Linked DNA regions of Sus scrofa: region 2 is linked to region 1. A link is a contact called in public HiChIP or PLAC-seq data. All regions are on one chromosome and are shown on one strand. Each heading gives the region's core, a stretch centred on a gene start, on an enhancer-like site or on the middle of the called end of the contact. The rest is flanking DNA. Distances are from core to core; before and after follow the strand shown.

Region 1 (3,943 bases), core at 624-3,123:
AGCATGCCTGAGATTTTTGTACTTACATGTATGATTTTTACTTCAATGAAATGATTACCCCAAAAAATAAAACTGTAAGAAGGAGAAAATGATGTAAATTTAGTTCAATTTAGGAACTAACAGTAGTATCATGTGATAAGAAATGATTTATGTAACTATAGAGATTGATGTACCCGTGTAAAGCAGAACTAAGTACTTCAGATTTTACCAGACACAGCTACAGGTCTGCAGGTATGTCCTTTACCTAATACTAGCTTTGCAAGAAGGATGCATGTTTAGTATAGAAAGTCTGGGAACTTTCGGAAAGCACATAGAAGAAAATAAAAGTAACCATAATTTCACCCCACATACACAAAATTAAGATTTCTCTGTAAATGACAAATGTTACCAGACTACTAGAGTCTGACTGGTGACAATGTTCTTTACTCTTTTCCTTTTCCTCCTTTTCAACTTCTTAACAGACTCTGAAATAAAGAATTCTTACAAGCCAGGACCAGGTGGTAATTCAAGGGCCTACAGAAACCAGGGAAGTAGGATATCACGTGAAAACACCCGAGATGCACCACTGCAAGTGCAGTCGCACATGGCAGCTGAATACTGGTCTGAAGGACGGGGATGCTGGAGAGCGCTGGAGGCTGCAGCAAACTCAAGACCACACACCCCAAGGATGGCAGACCTCCAACCCACTCCCCCACTTTTCCAGTGTGAGTACACAGCAAGAGAAGCTGAGCATACAGATACATGAAAGTCCCCCAATTTTTAAATGTTAGTGCGTAATTACTGTTCTAACTCTCTAAGACAAACCAAAGACATACGTGGGCCACAGGTGGCCCGTGGCCAGCAACCTGCCACCTCTGCTAAAGGCAAAGAGGGTAGGAGTGAGTTCACAGAGGTCTTAGGCCAGGAAGTAACAGGAGCAGAAAACTCCCGAGGAAATTTCTGAGACAGCTGATGTGAAGGAGAGATTGGCATGGAGAGAGACCAGAGGCTGTGAAAAGACAGTATTTCAGGTGAGGGATGATTAGCACCCTAACTGGGGCAGCAGAGAGGGAAGCTGGAGAAGAGAGGAGGGGGTGTGGTGTTGGGAGAACTGATATAGAGAGGGGCTGGGCATGCAGGAGGGGTGCCCGTGTTGCAGTTCTGCCTGCAGCCCTAGGGACTCACTGTTCAAGTCTGAGGAAGGAAGTGCCTTGTTTGATAACACACAACTGTGGAGGAGGAACCGCTTAATATTAGAAGACGCCTCCTCCCAAAATAGCAAAAAGACTAAACAAGCCACTGATTACAGGCCTTGAGGTCAGAGCTGAGAAGGTGGCAGGGAGGAAAGAGCATGTGGGCCAAACAACCTGGACTTGAGGCCAAAAGAAGGAGGAAAGAGAAGAGTCAGAAAGGAGCCCTACACCTTGAAGGGACTGGGGATGCATAGTCCGAAGAAGATATGACACAAAAGGATCAGGAGTGGGCTGGCTTGCAGGCCAAAAGTATTTATTGAGCGTCTATAGTTCCAGCAGGTCCTAGTTTGGGGCGCCAGAGTGATAAGCAAAAGCAAAAAGATGTTGTACTTCCCCTAAGAGAGTCTTCTGGAAAGATACTGACTGAAAAGCCTCACAGACAAATGCAAAGCTGCAACACCGAGATGAGCAATAGGAAAGAGGGAAGTGGGTTCTGGGTGGAGGGGGGTGTCCCGGGGGGGGGCCTCAACGTCCAGAGGATGATGATTCACCGAGAGCTAAGAGATGAGGAGGCACTAACGATGTCAGCAAGGAGGCAAGGCCTCGAGAACAGGGCGTGCAAATACCTGTCACACGGAGCACTGAGAAGGCCGGTGTACTGGGAGCATGCCGCAAGGACGGCTGGAGGAAAAGTGGGATTTGTCCTGTGCAGTCTGCAAAAGCATCCAGTAGGGGGACACGTCCCATAAGAGACTGATGGGGGTACTTGGGACCTGTTTGCTTTTAGTTTATTAAAAGGAAAAGCTATCATTTGCTGTTTACATTTCCCAGGCCCCGATCTTCCCACGAGGTCTCTGGATAGTTATATGGCGGAAGTCATTCCAGCAAAGTCATTCGTGAGAGACAAGCAGAAATCGCCAGTCTTCATAGAGACTAGCCCCCCAAACGCCAGCGGGTCACTTCTGTTGAATCCACTGGTCACAGCAGCCACAAGTCAGACCAGATTCAAGGGGGTGAAGAATAAAGCACATCTTTGCAGGGGCGATGGCCTGCGCACACAGGCGGAAAGGCGTCACTGACGAGCGTGTCGGAGATAAGCCACCACGATACCACTGTACAGATGGAGGGATCAAGGCTAAGGAAAAAGCTCCCCAAGAGCATAAAGCCAGCAGCATGTGGCAGAACTAGGATGCAGATCCCGGTCTATGTACCTCCAAAACATCCCGCATTTAAGCACTGATACTTCTTTAGCGGGGCAGGATGGAGCAGTAAGAAAAATCCTGGGTTCTGCCCTCAGCATGGCTCTAACTTGCTGTGTTGTCGGGCCCCAGGCTCCTCCTCTGTGCGGTGAGCTGGACAGTTCTCAGATTCCACAGGTCTGAGAATCTGTACTGCCTCCTCTGAGCTGCATGGTCACCCACTGGCTCCTTCAACCACTTAGCCCATCAGCAGTCAGCTCCACTGCCAACCAAGAGCTCTGTTCCCCGCCTTTTCCTTTTATCTTAGCAACACTCTACTTTGCTCCCCTGGCTGCTGTTTATCCAGCCTCTCCTCCACTTTCCCATAACCATAACCAGGAAGCAGTGCCTGAGGTCTCTCCCCCTCATCAGCTGCCCTTGAGGGCTAGTTTCATTCTTTATAGAGGCCGAGGCCAACATCTTTTTTATGCCAAACAGGGCCCGGCAGGCTTTGTTGCACTTTGCAAATTATTGATACCTTACAAGGGCATGTCAAATGAGAGTTTGTATAAATAAATGCATGGTCTTGTTGTGTGCAAACTGCCAACTGTATACCAGACGGCAACTTCACTGAGGGCAGGAACTGGAGCTGATTTATTCATCACTGAATCAGCTTCAAAAAGTGTCAGGTCCACAGTGGGTAATCAAAACGTATTTGTGGGTTGCTCCAGCTAATATTTTCTTAATCCCTGCCATTCAGTTTCGTAAGTTTCCACTTTATGGTGCAATTCATGCTCAAAAATATTTAGGCTTAACTTTCCTCCGCTGCCTACTCTCTTCTATCATTATGTCACTCTGATTTTTTTTCTCCTTTTTGGTCTTTGCAAGTCTAGTATTTTTTTCCTAGGAACATCTCCTTTCAACTTCAGCCACTGAAATTTGAGCTTGGCCCGCAGACCTGCTCCTCTTCTGTTCAGTCTCAACGAACACATAAGAACACAAAGCTGTAGGAGATGAGACTCGAAAGCCTTGGCTTCTGACCCGTTTCTCTCACTATCATTGTGATATCTCCTCTCACTTTTCTCACTGTGGATCTGTCTCCCCGTTCACATTGTGGGAGGGTTGGAATATCTTTTTAGCAATGGAAGGTTTACCCAAATCTAAATCTAGGTTTACGCAGAGGCTGAGGAAAGCAGCTACAAGGATTTCCCACCACCTCCCTATGTCTGTGGCTGCCGCTGAGGCCCTTCTGTGGACGCGGGGGCTCTGCTGAGCTAGGCAATCCTCAAAGCCACTCCAGTTCTGAGGCGGAATGGTTTATAGCTTGTTAATGGGCTGGACTGTCAGAAAGGCCCCTCGGCAGACACATGCTCTCATGTCCACTGCAAAGAGCAAACAGGCCCCAGAAGCTGCTTCAGCAAGCTGTCCTCTCTCCCACAGCTCCCTCATTTGTTCAAGCCTTGCCACCTATACTTTCAATTCCTGATTTCTTCTCATATCCTTCCTCTTCCCCCTCCAAAGAAGTTGCTGAAAACGCTAATAATTTCTATTTTCACTTCTTTGCTGTTATCTATTGCACCTCCCTCCCCAGTC
Region 2 (3,943 bases), core at 663-3,162, 130 kb after region 1:
GGTGCTGGGAAAGCCGAACAGTCACTTACAAGTCGATGGAGTTAGAACATACCCTCACACCATGCACAAAAATAAACTCAAAGTTACTTTAAGACTAAACATAAGACATAACTACATAAAACTCCTAGAAGAGGACACGAGCAAAACATCCTCTGACACACACTGCACAATGTTGTCCTGGGTCAGTCTTCCACGGCAACAGAAATAAAAGCAAAAATAAACAAGTGGGACCCAATCAAACTTACAAGCTTTTGCCTGGCAAAGGAAGCCATAAATAGAATGAAAAGACAACCCGTGGAATGGAAACAAATATTTGCAATTGAACAACTGACAAGGGCTGAAATCTTCAAAATATACAAATAGCTCATACAACTCAACACCAAAAAGCAAACAACCCAATTGAAAAATAGGTAGAACTAAACAGACATTTCTCCAAAGAAGACACAGAGATGACTAACCGGCACAAGAAAAGATGCTCAGTATCACTAATCATCAGAGAAATGCAAATCAAAACTACAGTGAGGTACCACTTCACACCAGTCAGTGAGGCCATCGTATGGAAGTCTACAAATAACAAACGCTGGAGAGGGTGAGGAGAAAAGGGAACCCTCCCACACTGTCGGTGGGAATGTAAGCTGGTGCAGCCACTATGGAAAACAGGTGGAGGTTCCTCAGAAAACGAAATATAGAGCTGCCCTACCCCACTCCTGGGCATTTATGCAGATGAAACTATAATTTGAAATGATACACGCACCCTACATTCATAGCAGCACTATCCGCAATAGCCGAGACATGAAAACAACCTAAATACCCAACAAGGGATTAATGGATTAAGAAGACGTGGTTCATGTCCACAATGGAACAGTACTCGGCCATAAAAAAGAATGAAATCGTGTCATTTGCAGCAACATGGATGGACCTAAAGATTATCACACTAAATAAAGTAACTCAGAAAAAGGCAAATGCCATATGATATCACTTGTCAATGGAATCTAAAATATAACACAGATGAACTTTATCTGTGAAACAGAAATGGACTCACAGACACAGAGAACAGACTTGTGGTTGCCAGCAGGGAGAGCAGGTGCGGGAGGGATGGGCTGGGAGTCTGGGGTTAGCAGATGAAAACTATTATATGCAGACTGGATAACAACAAAGTCCTACTGTATAGCACAGGGAATTATATCTAGTATCCTGTTACAAACTGTAATGGAAAAGAATATTAAAGAAAGAATGTATATACATGTCTAACTGAATCACTTTTCTGTACAGTAAAAATTAACTATAAATCAGTGATGCTTCAATGAAAAATTTTTAATTGCATAGTCATAACAACAACAAAAATAAATCACTATCTCTGAGCTCAGTTCCGTTTATATTGTAACATTTGCTGGGAGTATCAGTACCCTAATTTGGTCATACACATCCTCAGCCTGGACACCTCTAGTTTCCTCTCTCTAAAGCCGCCAGTGCCATCATTTGTTCATTCAACAAACACCTACTGAGACCTACTAGGAGCCAGTTACTGTGGAAAGAGTTAAACACTAGTATTTATGGAGTGAATCCGATGGGGGGGACACAGGAGCTATGTTTTATTCACACTGGGGGGTACACCACGTGCTCTTTCTGCAATAGCTATGGTGCTGCTTATGTAACCGGAAAGTTTTTACGACCAGGCAAACACTTCTGCTTCCATTGACCTCATGCCTGATGTTTCCGCCCTCAGAAGAACTAACAAACGAAACCAAATGGGCTGAGGGAGTAGGATGGCTCCACCTGAAAGTTGGTCTCTGGTCCTCTTACATCACCTCATCCGGGGACCAGGCTTCACTGGAAACATGAGGTGAGGCTACCGAGAAAGCCCAGTCTCTGCTCTCTGTCCCCCTAACTGGTTGCAGAGGCAGCAGTTCCCAACAACTGGAAGCCAGAGCCATCCACAGCTCCGAGGGGAGAAGGGAAGAGAAAACAGAGCTGGACGAGGGTGACTGATGGCTCCCCTGAAACCGGTGGTCTCCTTTGGACCCTGTGAGATGCTCCTGCTGGGCAGGGATCCAGGCCAAGGCATGGTTTCTGTAGAATCTTCTCATCACTAACTCTCCCGGCAGGATCAGCTGTTTGGCTGTGTTTAACTGCCACCCAGCCAAAGCAGCTTGGTGACACGCCCAAACGCCAACCCAGCAAAACATTAGGTCTAGAGCCCGCGCCAAAACTTTTTTAAAGCATAATTTGAACTAAACAGCCAGTCAGTTTAAAAATACTCCAAGCAGAGAGCCAATGGGATTTAAAAACCAGGAAAACTCAAAATAAAATACCTCTTTCCTGGTTCACTCATTCATTATTTAAACCTTGCCTTTCTCCAAGAAGATCTAAGATGTCAAGAGCCACATTATTTTAAAAACTAAAAACAAAAATAGTATTATATGTGTTCTGCAAATGTCAATATCACAAAAATTCAACTTAGTTTAACATTCAAAGCACAAAGCTTGTTTGTCTGTGTGCGCACGCGCATGAGCAGCCACCTGTGACTTCACTACTCCACGGGTCTGAAATGCAGGGGGTCCCTTCTTGCCCCTAAACATAAAAAGACGTCACAATGCACTGTTTTCCACCTGAGTCATGCCTTTGTTCCTTGAGAATCATTTAGTGAAATTCGACCATGGGCCACCCACTGAACCAGATGCTTTGGATACAGTGGCCAAAAGCCACATACACTTATTGTGCACACAAAGCTTACATTTAAGACAGCTGGAGACACATTATGCTCTGGCCTGAAATCACAGCATTCACATCCACGGGCCCACAGAGCTGGAAAGGCACCAAGAGTCATCTAAGCCACAGCGTTTTCCCGAGTGCAGCCACTGAAGTACCATGGCTTTTGCTATATTCCAATACTACATTGTAGGCGCCTTCAAATGTTCTCATCTGCGTAAACGCTTTCATTGTAGGAGAAAACTACATTACTGTCGTAAATGGAAAACCAGGATCAAACTGTCATTTAAAAAAAGGCAACCATAAAAATAAGCAAATGAAAAATAAGCCAACATGATTAACTTCTCACCTGGACGTACGTCCACAGCCTCAGGAAGACTCTGGCCCGAAGCCAGCTCTCACTGTGTAGAAGTCAGAAAGTGCTTAAAGGATGCTAAACACCCATTAACACTCCTGGGGGATGTTCTCCTTTCCTTAGCCAGGAGGATTAAAGGGGAATTAAATTCTGCACAACTGTCTCTTACGTGACTTCACGTTTTTCATGTTGTAATAATCAGTCACAGGATTTAGGAAATCATGTCTAATCCAGCCTCTCATTTTCTAGAGGGAGCTGGGGCCCAGAGATGGGTGGTGAGCAGGCCAAGGATGAACAGCCCTTGAAGGGCAGAGCCAACAACAAACCCCAATTCCCTGCATTTCTGGCCAGACAAGTACGGGGTGAGGATCAAAAACTAACTAACTCAATTCTTACACTTGCTCTTCATCATGATTAAAACCCTCTCGACCCCATCGTACTTTTGGATAGGAAGACATCAAAATCCATCTCAAACCGGCAGACACCGTGACCCCTTTCATTAGCAAATATCAATTTTTTTTCCTTTTATTTTTTTTTTGTTTTCTCTACCCACTCATTTTTCATGTGTTATAGAAGTTATTTTACGGGGGGAAAACTGTAATTGCAATGTATACATGTAAGGATAACCTGACCCCCTTGCTGTACAGTGGGAAAATAAAAAAAAAAAAAGAAGAAGTTATTTTAGCAGAAGTATCCACCAAGACCCCAAACAAAACCTAGAAAGCTTGTAGACACTTCTGCATATCCCACATCCTTGGATAACCTGCTATGATAAGGAATTCAGTGGCGGGGGGGAGCCCAGCCCCACCCCTTAAGGACCCTTTGTCCTATAAAATTCTCAGGGAGCACCCCTGCACTCAGCAGCCCTCACCATACACT

What was found. HiChIP or PLAC-seq counts read pairs in DNA pulled down with a chosen protein or histone mark.
Region 2: an H3K27ac HiChIP or PLAC-seq map of alveolar macrophages shows a contact between it and region 1. The contact joins two enhancer-like sites. A contact is called at or near these places in 1 of 5 promoter capture datasets (liver), 4 of 47 Hi-C or Micro-C datasets (alveolar macrophages, embryonic fibroblasts and skeletal muscle) and 2 of 2 datasets of contacts at active chromatin or transcription factors (alveolar macrophages and skeletal muscle).

The regions. Positions count from the first base shown.
Region 1 is chr2:150,015,033-150,018,975 of Sscrofa11.1, forward strand. No RefSeq gene overlaps it. Among named protein-coding and RNA genes, the nearest start is that of ADRB2, 17 kb to the right of the region's middle. Within about 2 kb of position 1,874, at least 12 of the 83 cell types and tissues checked have an H3K27ac peak or open chromatin away from gene starts, as enhancers often do. A contact at or near this core is called in alveolar macrophages and liver, where this site is marked.
Region 2 is chr2:150,147,044-150,150,986 of Sscrofa11.1, forward strand. No RefSeq gene overlaps it. Among named protein-coding and RNA genes, the nearest start is that of SH3TC2, 99 kb to the right of the region's middle. Within about 2 kb of position 1,913, at least 18 of the 83 cell types and tissues checked have an H3K27ac peak or open chromatin away from gene starts, as enhancers often do. A contact at or near this core is called in alveolar macrophages and liver, where this site is marked.